Regions from separate parts of the Gossypium hirsutum genome. Here region 1 is linked to region 2. Evidence: chromatin contacts called from public Hi-C data. All regions are on one chromosome and are shown on one strand. Each heading gives the region's core, a stretch centred on a gene start, on an enhancer-like site or on the middle of the called end of the contact. The rest is flanking DNA. Distances are from core to core; before and after follow the strand shown.

Evidence for each region. A called contact is a pair of places that touch in the nucleus more often than the background predicts.
Region 1: a Hi-C map of leaf shows a contact between it and region 2, with 2.0 times the contacts expected there. The contact joins the promoter of LOC107928768 here to the promoter of LOC107928781 in region 2. A contact is called at or near these places in 12 of 34 Hi-C or Micro-C datasets (anther, callus, hypocotyl and 2 more).

Annotation. Positions count from the first base shown.
Region 1 is chrA08:75,726,765-75,731,986 of Gossypium_hirsutum_v2.1, forward strand. LOC107928768 reads left to right here and starts at 2,474. Exons shown (of 1, transcript XM_016860035.2): 1 at 2,474-3,028. The coding sequence starts at 2,474. The coding sequence ends at 3,028.
Region 2 is chrA08:75,574,528-75,580,292 of Gossypium_hirsutum_v2.1, forward strand. LOC107928781 (mitochondrial adenine nucleotide transporter ADNT1) reads right to left here and starts at 2,577. Exons shown (of 9, transcript XM_016860046.2): 1 at 2,112-2,577; 2 at 935-983; 3 at 514-677; 4 at 376-413. The coding sequence starts at 2,269.

The DNA of each region.
Region 1 (5,222 bases), core at 1,224-3,723, 150 kb after region 2:
TTAATTACACATCTCTCTTTTTCTTTTAATTGGTGTATTTAAAAACATTGGTATGGTACTATGAAGTTAGGATATCCAAACCAATTCTCCCTCCTCCGGTTTCCCACAACTGGTAAAAAAATCAGGACCATGAACTGTTCTAAATCTGTGTAATTAATATGTGAACCCTAGTTCCTTCCAAATCGACGGCTTCTTTTGTTCTGACATTTGGTCTTTGATTCTCATGAAAATTTATCTGATCTTTAAACAATAAATTATTATTACTTAAAAGCCAAGCATAAACGCAATAATTAAATAAAGGGCAAAGATAATATATTATATAAAGAATTTATAGCTTTAACAATCAATGAAACAAAATTAGCTTCCTTATAAATATAATAATATCCACACCCCCCAATCACTAGCATGACCTTGATTTTTTTTTATACAACTATTATTTAAATTTAAATTACTTTTAGAGTAGGTAATACCCAATTAAGAGACTATAAATTTAAAATTATTTTTTTATTTTAATTTGATCCATTTACATTTATAATGTCATTACTCTATATAACTAACACCGTTAAGTCAATTAAAATAATAGTGTGAATTTATTTTAATAATATCCCTTTCAGAAAAAGAAAAAACAGTTGAAAAGGTTGTTTTTATCATATAATTATTAAATTATAAGGATTGATAACCATATTATAAAAAATAAAAACCAAATTATGTGAAATCAAAACATAAAAACTAAAATTTAATACAACATAACAGAAGACGAAAATCATAATTTAACAAAACAATATTGATTTAGTTTAAAAAGTCAAAAGAAACTGAAAAGAGATCAGGAATGAAGCTAGTATCTATTAGATACGACTGGAATAATCTAGTTCTATTCCATATATATATATATATTGGAAATATTGGAAAAGGAGACGTTTTGATGGAGGGACCACTATAAACAATTATAATAAGTAAAAGCTAGAGTTTCTTAGTTAGGGAATTAGTTGATAATAAATTTTTATATATTAGTCCTTTCAAAAAAAATTATTTATTACTTCTGCATATATAATTAACTAAAAACACAATGCAATATTTGTTGGATTCTATTTTACCTTTATGATTTTCAAACAAACCAGATCAGATTTTCAGGTACTAGTGAAAACAATAATTATTACGGAATCAAAATAAAAATGGTAGCTCCTAGCTGCCTCAATTAATTTCACCTTTCTGGCTTCGCATTCATAGTTCACATGATATCACAGCAGTTAGAAACCCTGTTTTTTTTTTCCGGATTAAGTTTTAACGTGTGTTCATACTTCATCTAAGAGTCATTCGATCTTAATTAATCTATCAACAATGTCGGAGGTATACGTAGATATAATTATTTTTCATTATGATTTCTTTCATAGGGAGGCAAATTTAAAAATTAACTTTAATTATTTATAGAATAAATCACTACAAATTAAATTTGATAACCAAATATTTAAATTTAATTCAAACCAGAAAAACAAAATTAAAAACAATTTGATATTGACTTTTTTTTTTAATTTTCACCTTAGAATCAATCATTAAAACTAATGAATTGAATAATTAAATTAGCTAAACTTAAACAAACTCATTATTTATGCATAATTTGAGATATCAAAATTTTAAAGCCCCAATTTTGTTATAAACTAAAATCTCATTGACTTAAGTAGATTATGACACATCCCTAATATTGAAAGTTAAAAATAAACATCACAAAACATCATGACGTTTGAGATATTTGTCACCATAAGGTAAAAAATAAATTTGAATTATTTGTTTCATTGTATAAACGTCATGAAATTTTCACCCTAGATTATACCTAAAATCAATGTTGATTTATTTTTGAAATATGACGAAACATTATTTTTTGTATAGTGAATGTGGGTGAATTATTAAAAGTTTTATGTAAAAAATAAACGAAACTATAAAATTAAAATATGTGTGATTTATTATGTTTTAGATTCAAATTTCACTATATTTTTTTATTAATTTTTAAAATATAAAAGAAAAAAATAACCTCTTCATAATAAAATTTATTTTGTAGAAAATAATTTTCAAATATTTTTTTAACTAAAGTAGTGCTCAAGTCGAGACACCAAATTAGTAATAAGCTTAAATATAAGAAAAACTATTTAATAATTCTTCCCATCTTATGGGTTCAATTAACCACGAATTTTAAATATAACTCGAAAATTATAATAGAATTAAATTTAATTAATTTAGTATGCAAAAGAAGTGTCATATCTCTCAACCATCTTTGAATAAATGCAATCTTAGCAACATGGAAACTTCTTCCGTTTTTAATGGTTGATATGAAGACATCCGTGAACGCGGTAACACACTCGTTTTCTTCTTCTTTTTTTTCCCTTCGGCATAAACCAACTCCCTCAAGGAAAATCAGTCAATCACAAACTCCTTTCTTGTTTTCTCACTTTCTTTTTTGTTTTCCCTCTTACCAAACAAGATGGAGAAATCCCTAGCACAATACCAGAATCACCATCCCCAGGAGAAGAAGGAAAAACTTCAACAACAACAACAACAAAAGCAAAGTCAAAACCAGGAGAAGGCCAAGCAGCATCCTGTTTGGGACTGTGGTAGCAATCTTTATGACTCGTTTGAACTCAACTCCTTCAACCGTCAACTCGACTCAGCAATCCATTCAAGAACCATGTCCATGCCTCATCTAGTCGACAGAGCTCCTCCACAGTCAACCGCCTCTGCCCTTCCGCCTCCAGTTTCCAAGAAGCAGTTTTCCAAGTTCTCTCGGTCTATTCAAAAACTCTTCAAATCCATGTTTAGATTCAGACAAAGTTCGAGTTCTTCCATTATGTGGCTGAAACAAAGATCGCACGACGACTACTACGTGGTTTACGACAAGACAGGTTCGCTCACAACCATCCCTGAGGTCCCGGAGATTGATTTTGGAGGGCTTTCGCCGGAGATTAACGCCTTGGTTGCTAAGAGAACTGCATCCGAAAGATTCACTGCAGCCTCCACTGTCGGTATTTCATGTGCTTGAATTACAAAAACTATAAAGAAGCATATACAGATTACTGATAGTATATCTGCACAATGAAGATGCAGTCAAATAGTTTGTGGATATTTTTTTAACAATATTTTGAAGTTTTTTTAGGATGTTTTCTTTTAGTCCTTAAGGTTAGGTTACTTGGTGTTTTGAACTTTGACCTATTCATATCTAATTAATGAACTGGATTGAGTCATTTCTTTATGATCTTTTGTTGGCCAAACTTCGTGATTAGCGTTCTCGTTTTGTTGGTTAATTAATCTACCGGAAGGGAATTAAGCGATCTATAAGTTCTACCTACTCCAGTGACTGTAATGGCTCAAACCACCATTGTCGCTGCTATGAGGTGGTCTAAGTTTTTTCATAGTTGTCGCATAATCAAAACATGTTTTTGTTTTACCAAAAAAAAAAAACATGTTTTTGTTGCTGAAATGTGGGAAAGAAATTAAGGTTTTTCTTTCATATAATATGCTAGAACTGAAGGGTATTCATTTGCTTTATGTATGTGGTCACTATGCATAGCTAGCAAATGACTGGGAACTTTTATCTAGCAAAAACCATTAATACTACACCAGTTTAATTCCCGATAAATTTTTGTTTTAATCACTTAATTAGAAAAAAATACAATTTGATTACTAATATTTTTAAAGTTATTTTTTTAGTCTTGGACTATTAAGTAGCTTACAATGGTACTTTTTTAATTGCTATAATAATAATTTTAGTTCTCATTTATACTTTTGACAATTAACCCTAATTATATATATAAATAATAATAATAAACCTCAAATTTATTTAAAAACTAGAAAATTTTATAAAAAATTTCAAGTTATTGCTAGGTTATTACAACAACAACTATTTAGCGTTGCCATAAAATCATAAAACGAATAAAAAAAATAGATCAATTTCAATCTCTTAACAAAATATTCATCTTATATAAAGATTAAATATGATTAAAAATTAATGTTCATGCAAGAAAACTCAAGATTCTATCGTAGTAAAGCTCAAGATTGTTTGATATTGTGATATAAGAACGAAATAATCATTTAGTAAAATCCAATAAAAAATTAATAACACAACAGAACCAAATTAGTAGTAATATCTTCAAGTCAAGTTCTATGATATTGAAGAAATTCTTCTAAAATTGATATTTTTGAGACTTTTGAATTGACTCTGATGCCATTTGTTTAGCCAAAAAATACAAAATTTTCTTTTTCAAGTTAAATTTAAAATTATTTTTCAAAACTCAAATGATAAACCCAAATTATATTTCAAATCTTTTTCTTTTATTATAATGAAAATATATATTTCCCTCGTCCTCTCTCACTTTATCTATTTTTTATTTTTTATTTTTTGAACTTTTATGTGTTTTTTAAATTTTTATTTATTTTTTGAATTTTCAGAAATTCTTAGTATCCTATCAATTTTTAGAAAAGGGTATTGTACAAGCCCAATTTGTAGGCCCAACTAACACAACAGAAGCCCAAAACCCAAGTTAGCCCAATACTCAAAATCAAAAAATAATAAACAAACCCTAGGTGCACCGCACCTAGGGGTCTTTTACCAGCCGACGCCTGCAGCACCGCCCATGTCACATCCACCGCCCAAGTACCTGCAAGAAGAACAGAGTAATCAATTGAAAAACAAGTTGTAAAGAAATAGGGTTATAAAAAGGCAAGCAAAAATAGATGTTTTTTGGCAATCTTTGATATACAAAAAAGGGCATTCAGTTTTTTAAGCAAAAAAAGCAGCAACTCTAGTGATATCAAAAGTAAGAACATAGCATCAAATCAAATCAAAAAACCTGAGAAATCGAATCTGAAGGCCCAAGGTGATTCTTCTACCTTTTTTCGTTTCTATTTCATGGTCGAATCTATCCCTTCCATATTCATATATGCATGAATATACAATATTAAGAAATAAAAAAATAAACACATCATTAAAACGCAAAAAAAAAAGAGATTCTTACCTCTGACCGCCGTACACGGCGGTCGCCGACGGCGGAGACGCGGCGGAGGGCGGTGGCAGCTCACCGGAGCCCTGACCGGACTAGGAGCGCCTGCACGAAGAAAAGGAAAGAAAGAAAGTGTTTTTTTAAAAACAAAAAGGAAGAATGAAATTTTTTTAAAAAAAATTAGTTTATATATAGGTATAAAACGACGTAGTTTTAGGGGGATTTTGGAGACCTCAA
Region 2 (5,765 bases), core at 1,327-3,826:
CACTGAAAAGGCAACTCATCTTCTGCCAATCAGGGCCATATAACAAATTCCATTTATTTCCCCATTCAGCACCAATGTTTGGCAGAGAAAACATGAATTAGTTTAAGAAAGACAATAGCATCATGGTAACTAATACAAGATCATCAACATTACAGGTACCACATGCAGACAGAAAGGGATGCACAGTCTTTGTCAATAACATCCAGTGAACTTATTTCTTATAACACAAAATTAGTTATTCAATACACAAAGTTCACTAACAGTACAGTACTTCTTTGCCTCAATAATTGCACAACAGTAAATGAAATTGAATAGTAACAATCAGCTTCAAATCTCAAGAATATTTACAAGTATAGTGCTATTATAAAGGCATACCATTTCCTGATTGCTGCCGATATAGGTATAAAATCCCCCTGTATTTAGAAAGAAGCAAAAAGGAAGAGATTAGTTCAAACTTTGTACTGTGGTAATAACTGAAGGTTAATAGTGAAGAAAGGAACTGCCAAGGCTTACTTAGAGGCTTCTTCGTAGCTGAAAAACTTCACTGCTGAGTTAGGAATGATGCGAGCACAATTAGTACCATTTCCTTTAAACATTCCCCTGAAACCCTCAGTTCTCCATATGTATTTCAAACCCTGGATTGTTCCATTGTATTTTATACTATGAGGATTCTGAACCTGCAGGCTCGGAAAGAAAATCCTGTCAATCTACAGGCTGTAAAAAAATGGAAACAGCTACTCTATAATAGAAATACTCTAGGACATATACAATGTAGTTAAAGCTCTGATTATCACCAGCAGTAACAAAATTGAGAATAGAAAATATGTTGAACTTTCACTAGGAAGAACAAGGAGGCATTGGCTATAAACTATAGCATTGCAAAAAATGAGAACTTAATGGATAAGGACCAAATGATGATGATAACATAAACTACCTGAAGTAAAATTTTTAATCTTTCTAGGGGAGCAACAGCACTACGTGACCTGAAATAGATACAACATACACTAAGTAAAGCAAGCTGGCAATGGAAATGGAAAGTCAAACATTATAATAATACAATATAGATACAAAAGTATTCCATGACCATAGCAGAAGGTGCAATCAGGTCAAATGAAAAAAAGCATCCAAAGGGCAACAGGGTAATATTTCATCCTCAGATCTTCCGTACCATTCCCACCATCTTTAGGACAACAAAAGTTGCAAGCAAAGGGTTTAGAAAATGGAATGAATATATTCTTCATTTATCAACATCAAAAGAGTCAACCATCCCTCAGGCCCTCCAGTGAACTACCAGCAAGGCCACAAAAGTAACCATCAAATTTCTCCAAGCATCAAATGGCACCATAGTCAATATCCCTGAATTTTAACGACCATGCCTCTTACTGGGAGTGGAAATATACAAACAGAGAGAAACCATATTGAAAACACCTCACAACCTATTAAAATCCTAAATGATGAAAAAGGCCTTTTTTTCCCCTGAAGAATCAACGTACGTTAATTCAGTGACAAAGTAACTGTTACTTTAAAAAACCATTTTGCATCTCCAAGAATTTCCACATCATTACCAATAAATACCAAACAGTGACCTTTACATGGTTATCATCCCTTATTCACAAATACCAAAAGAAGAAGAGACCCCAATTCAATATTTTACATAATTAGAGTATCAATAGTAAAAGATTCATAAAACAGAGAATTAAACATATTGAAGAACATTTTCATCATAAAAAAATAAAGAGTGATTAAATTTTAACCAAAAATACATATTTTCTTGGATTCAACATAATAGAGGAAAAAGAAGCATACTTCGATTTTCCAATTTCAAAGTTAACAAGTCCTGTTAAGAAAATCACTGCTTTCCAGAAAAAGTAACTGAGTTTATATAAAAAAAAAGGTTACATTATTTTTCTAAAAGCGGAAAATTATGATACTGAGTTGAACAAGCAAAAACAAGAAGGAAAAAGAAAGTTTTCAAAAAAAAAATAGATGAATTAACTTAAAGGACCAAAAAATTATCGGAGGAAACAAAAAAACACGATCAAACTAGTCGAAGATTAAAAAAAAAGAAAAGGAAAGGCAAAGAGCGGATCTTAAGAAAGAAAGGGACTTACACTCCACCGGCGACACCACCAGCAACAAGAGACTTGCAAATACTAAGCAACGCATGGCTCGGCGCCTTAACTCCTTCGCTAGCTATCTTCGCTTCTTCCGCCAGATTCACGATCGTCGAGACCGCAGACTCGCTTCTTTTCACATCCTCAGACGCCATTTTTTGGGAAATAAAATTTAAAAAAAAAGAGAGGAAAAAAGCAATTCAGACAGAGATATAACGTTGGAACCGTAACTTATCCGATCAAAATATGGCGCTGAGCAGACACCGGTGATCGGAGAAGAAGAAGAGATCCTGTTTGCAGTGATTAGGGGAATGAGTGAAAGTGAGCAAGCATTGGCTAAGTTGATAGAAAAACAAAGAAAAGGGTACTTGTAGAAAAATATATAACTGCTGGAACTTGGCGGAGATAAATGAAATTTCCATATCCAGAATACCCTCTCTTTTCACTCTACAACTAACCCTCGTTTCCTCTCAAAACAAACAAACAAAAAATATATATATATATTTTTAATTAATAAGATTAAAAAATAAATCACCAAAATTAATATGAATATGATATAAATTTGAAGTGTAATATTACAGTAAATTATAAGATTTTGTTTTGATACAAGGAATTATAAAAATATAATAATACAAACATATACACAAGTATACTTGGTTTGGAATCTTTAAAATTGTACATTAAATAACGAAAAAACTTACTTTTTCTTATAAAATAGAATTGTGAGTTACCCTTTAATTAAGAATCTTACCTTGTTTAATGATTTTTATTAATTTAAAGTTTTGGAATTTAATATAATTATAGTAAGAAAAAATGATACGTTATTGGCAATTATTTTTTCAAGATAGTATTTAATTCGAATTTACAAGTTTGCCAAAAATATAAATTCCTTTTAGTTAAGCTTTTAACGAATTTTGGTAAGAGTAAGAAGCTAAATATTTTAGGGCAGAAGTAGATTACGATTTCCTAAACTCATTCTATTCCATTAAGTAAATATTGCGTATCGCACTGCTATGTTTGGATGATTTTCCTAAATATAACCTAAATCCAAAATATCCTTTCCATTAATATCAAGTTTTAGTAATCAAATTTCAATATTTCATAAATTACAAATAAATAAATCAATTTGCGATTTGTCATTTGTCATTTGGCACTTCGCAATGTAACGTTTTAACTCGCACTTATAACAGTTTTTAATAAAATTAAATTATGATAAATGTGGATAAAATTTTAGCTAGAGTTGATTTAAAATTTTTACATATAAATTTTATATAAAAATATAAAAAGTATTTGTTATTTTTTAAATATAAAAATATTTTAATCATTTTGATTTATAATATCAAATTTTTAAATATAATATAAATTAAAGAAATTGTCATGCGCTTTATAGTTAATTTTATTTTTTTAAAACATGTAATAATTTTATCTTTTCAATTTTCGTTGATAATAGAATACTAATGCACATAAACTTTTGTTATTTTACTAATTGAGTTTATTACTTATTAGATTATATCACAAGAATTTTTTAAAATATATATATTTATAAATTTATTTCTAATTAAAAGGAAAATATATTTTTTGAGTTGAATGAGTCTTAACTCGGTTGTCATTTACATTGTTGCTATTATAGAGGACATAAGCTAAAATGTGTTTATTTTTCTATTTAAATATTAAAAAAAGTTATGAGTACTTATAAGCACTATATAAAAAGATTAATATTATTTTAGAGTATTGGTTGAATTTTTCTTTATTAAAGCCTAAGGTTCAAAATTGTATTTGTAAATTATTAAAAAAATACATAAACACCTTTGAAATAAATATTTGTTGTTTGTTAAAATGCTATTTTAGATTTTTTTTAATTGAGTTGTTATTTAGTTAATTCAAGACATAAACTTAGTGAAAAGTTTTATATAATATATTTATTTAAAACCAAATAACACTTTGGTTGAAATGGTAAAATTAAGAAAATAAATGTTATGGGTGTCTCATGTTTAAATATCATTAGAAGTTCACATAAAAAAAATATAAAAATGCTCTCAAATTAATATGAGTTGTTTTATCAAAATTATAACATTCTGATAATTTAATAACTGAGTTGGGACTCGATTATGGGTGACACTAACTTAGCCAAAAATATTTATTTTATAATATTATTTAAGCCCTTGATTTAGGTTGTGAAATTACAAAAATGCCTTCTCTTATTTAAAGTAAGTTATATTATTTGACGGTGTTTAAGTTTTTTAATTAAAAAACAATAAAAAAATATGCTTATGTTGGGATTTGAATTCATGCCAATTGTATTAAATTTTATTTTTATTTTTTATACAGTTTAATTTTATTATGCATACTTTATTACCTCCAATTGCATATATTGATAATGTTATTGATTGAGCTGGTATCATAAATCAATTTGACACTAACTCGAGATTGATGATAATATAATGATAAATAATTGTACTACATTTAGAATTCTTAATATGATGTATTACGTGTTTAAATTTCATTTTACTTATAATTTAATATATTATTTATTTTAATATTACATATATTTCATGTGTTATTATTAATTAATTTCAAATTTTATTTTTATTATTTATTGTATGTTATTTTTAGACACTTTTCTATATTTTTAGTATATAATTTTCATATGGGTATGTGTGATAGCCATATATATAACAAGTATAGAAGTGTAAATAGATGATAGAAATTATTCATATCATATTTTTGCTTTCGCCCTCTCTTTATAAGCAAAAGCTGTGGCTAGTTTGATGGAAGGGGTGAGGTCCACAAATTTTGATGATAGTGAATTTCGAGCACATAGTTAAAGGCTAAGGCAGAACCTGAAGAACATCATAGTGATGAGTATAGAGTAAAGAGAAAGGGAGAATTTCATGGATGTTAAATAAAGAGTAGGTTAGGATAGTGCCATTTTCATCCACATATATATATATTTTTTGGGGGGGGGGGGGTGGGGGCGGTCCTTGCTTAAAAATTCAACTGTACCACCCTCTTTTTAGATTCTTGTGCGTTGTGGATGTAGTTATGACAACGATTTTTCAAATTTTTCTACATTTAATATTTTCATATTTAAATTAATAATTATTTACTACATTCGTAATTAATTTTTTAAGGGTTGACTTTACCAATTATATTTTTTTGTTTTATTTTAGTTATTTAAATATTATTTGTTAGTTTAATAATTAAATTTTTTAAAATTAAATATTTTAATCACTCTCTCATTAGTTATCACTAAATGAGTGATAGAAGTTGATATTGACTTTTTTTATTGGTCCAATAACAAATTTAATCTCTACTGTTTATCAAATCAATCAATTTGATCTTAAATATAAAAAATCTAACAATTTTAACCTTTAATCAAGCAATTTGAAGTCATTTTCATCTTTTATGGTGCAAGGAGAACCGCCACCTTGAGTATTGGATTGTGGAAGTGTAACAAGAAACAAAAGATTCTTGAGGCACCATGGACGGATAAGTTGCATGTTAAGAAATTACTAAGTGAGTTGGCTAATTCCATACCCGCATTGCAAGAAGAAATGGAACCTATGTACCAAAATAACCAGAACATACTTTGGGTTTTTTGCATAAAAGCCCCAAAATCCTGAATTCACCCCAAAAAAACCTATGCACCAA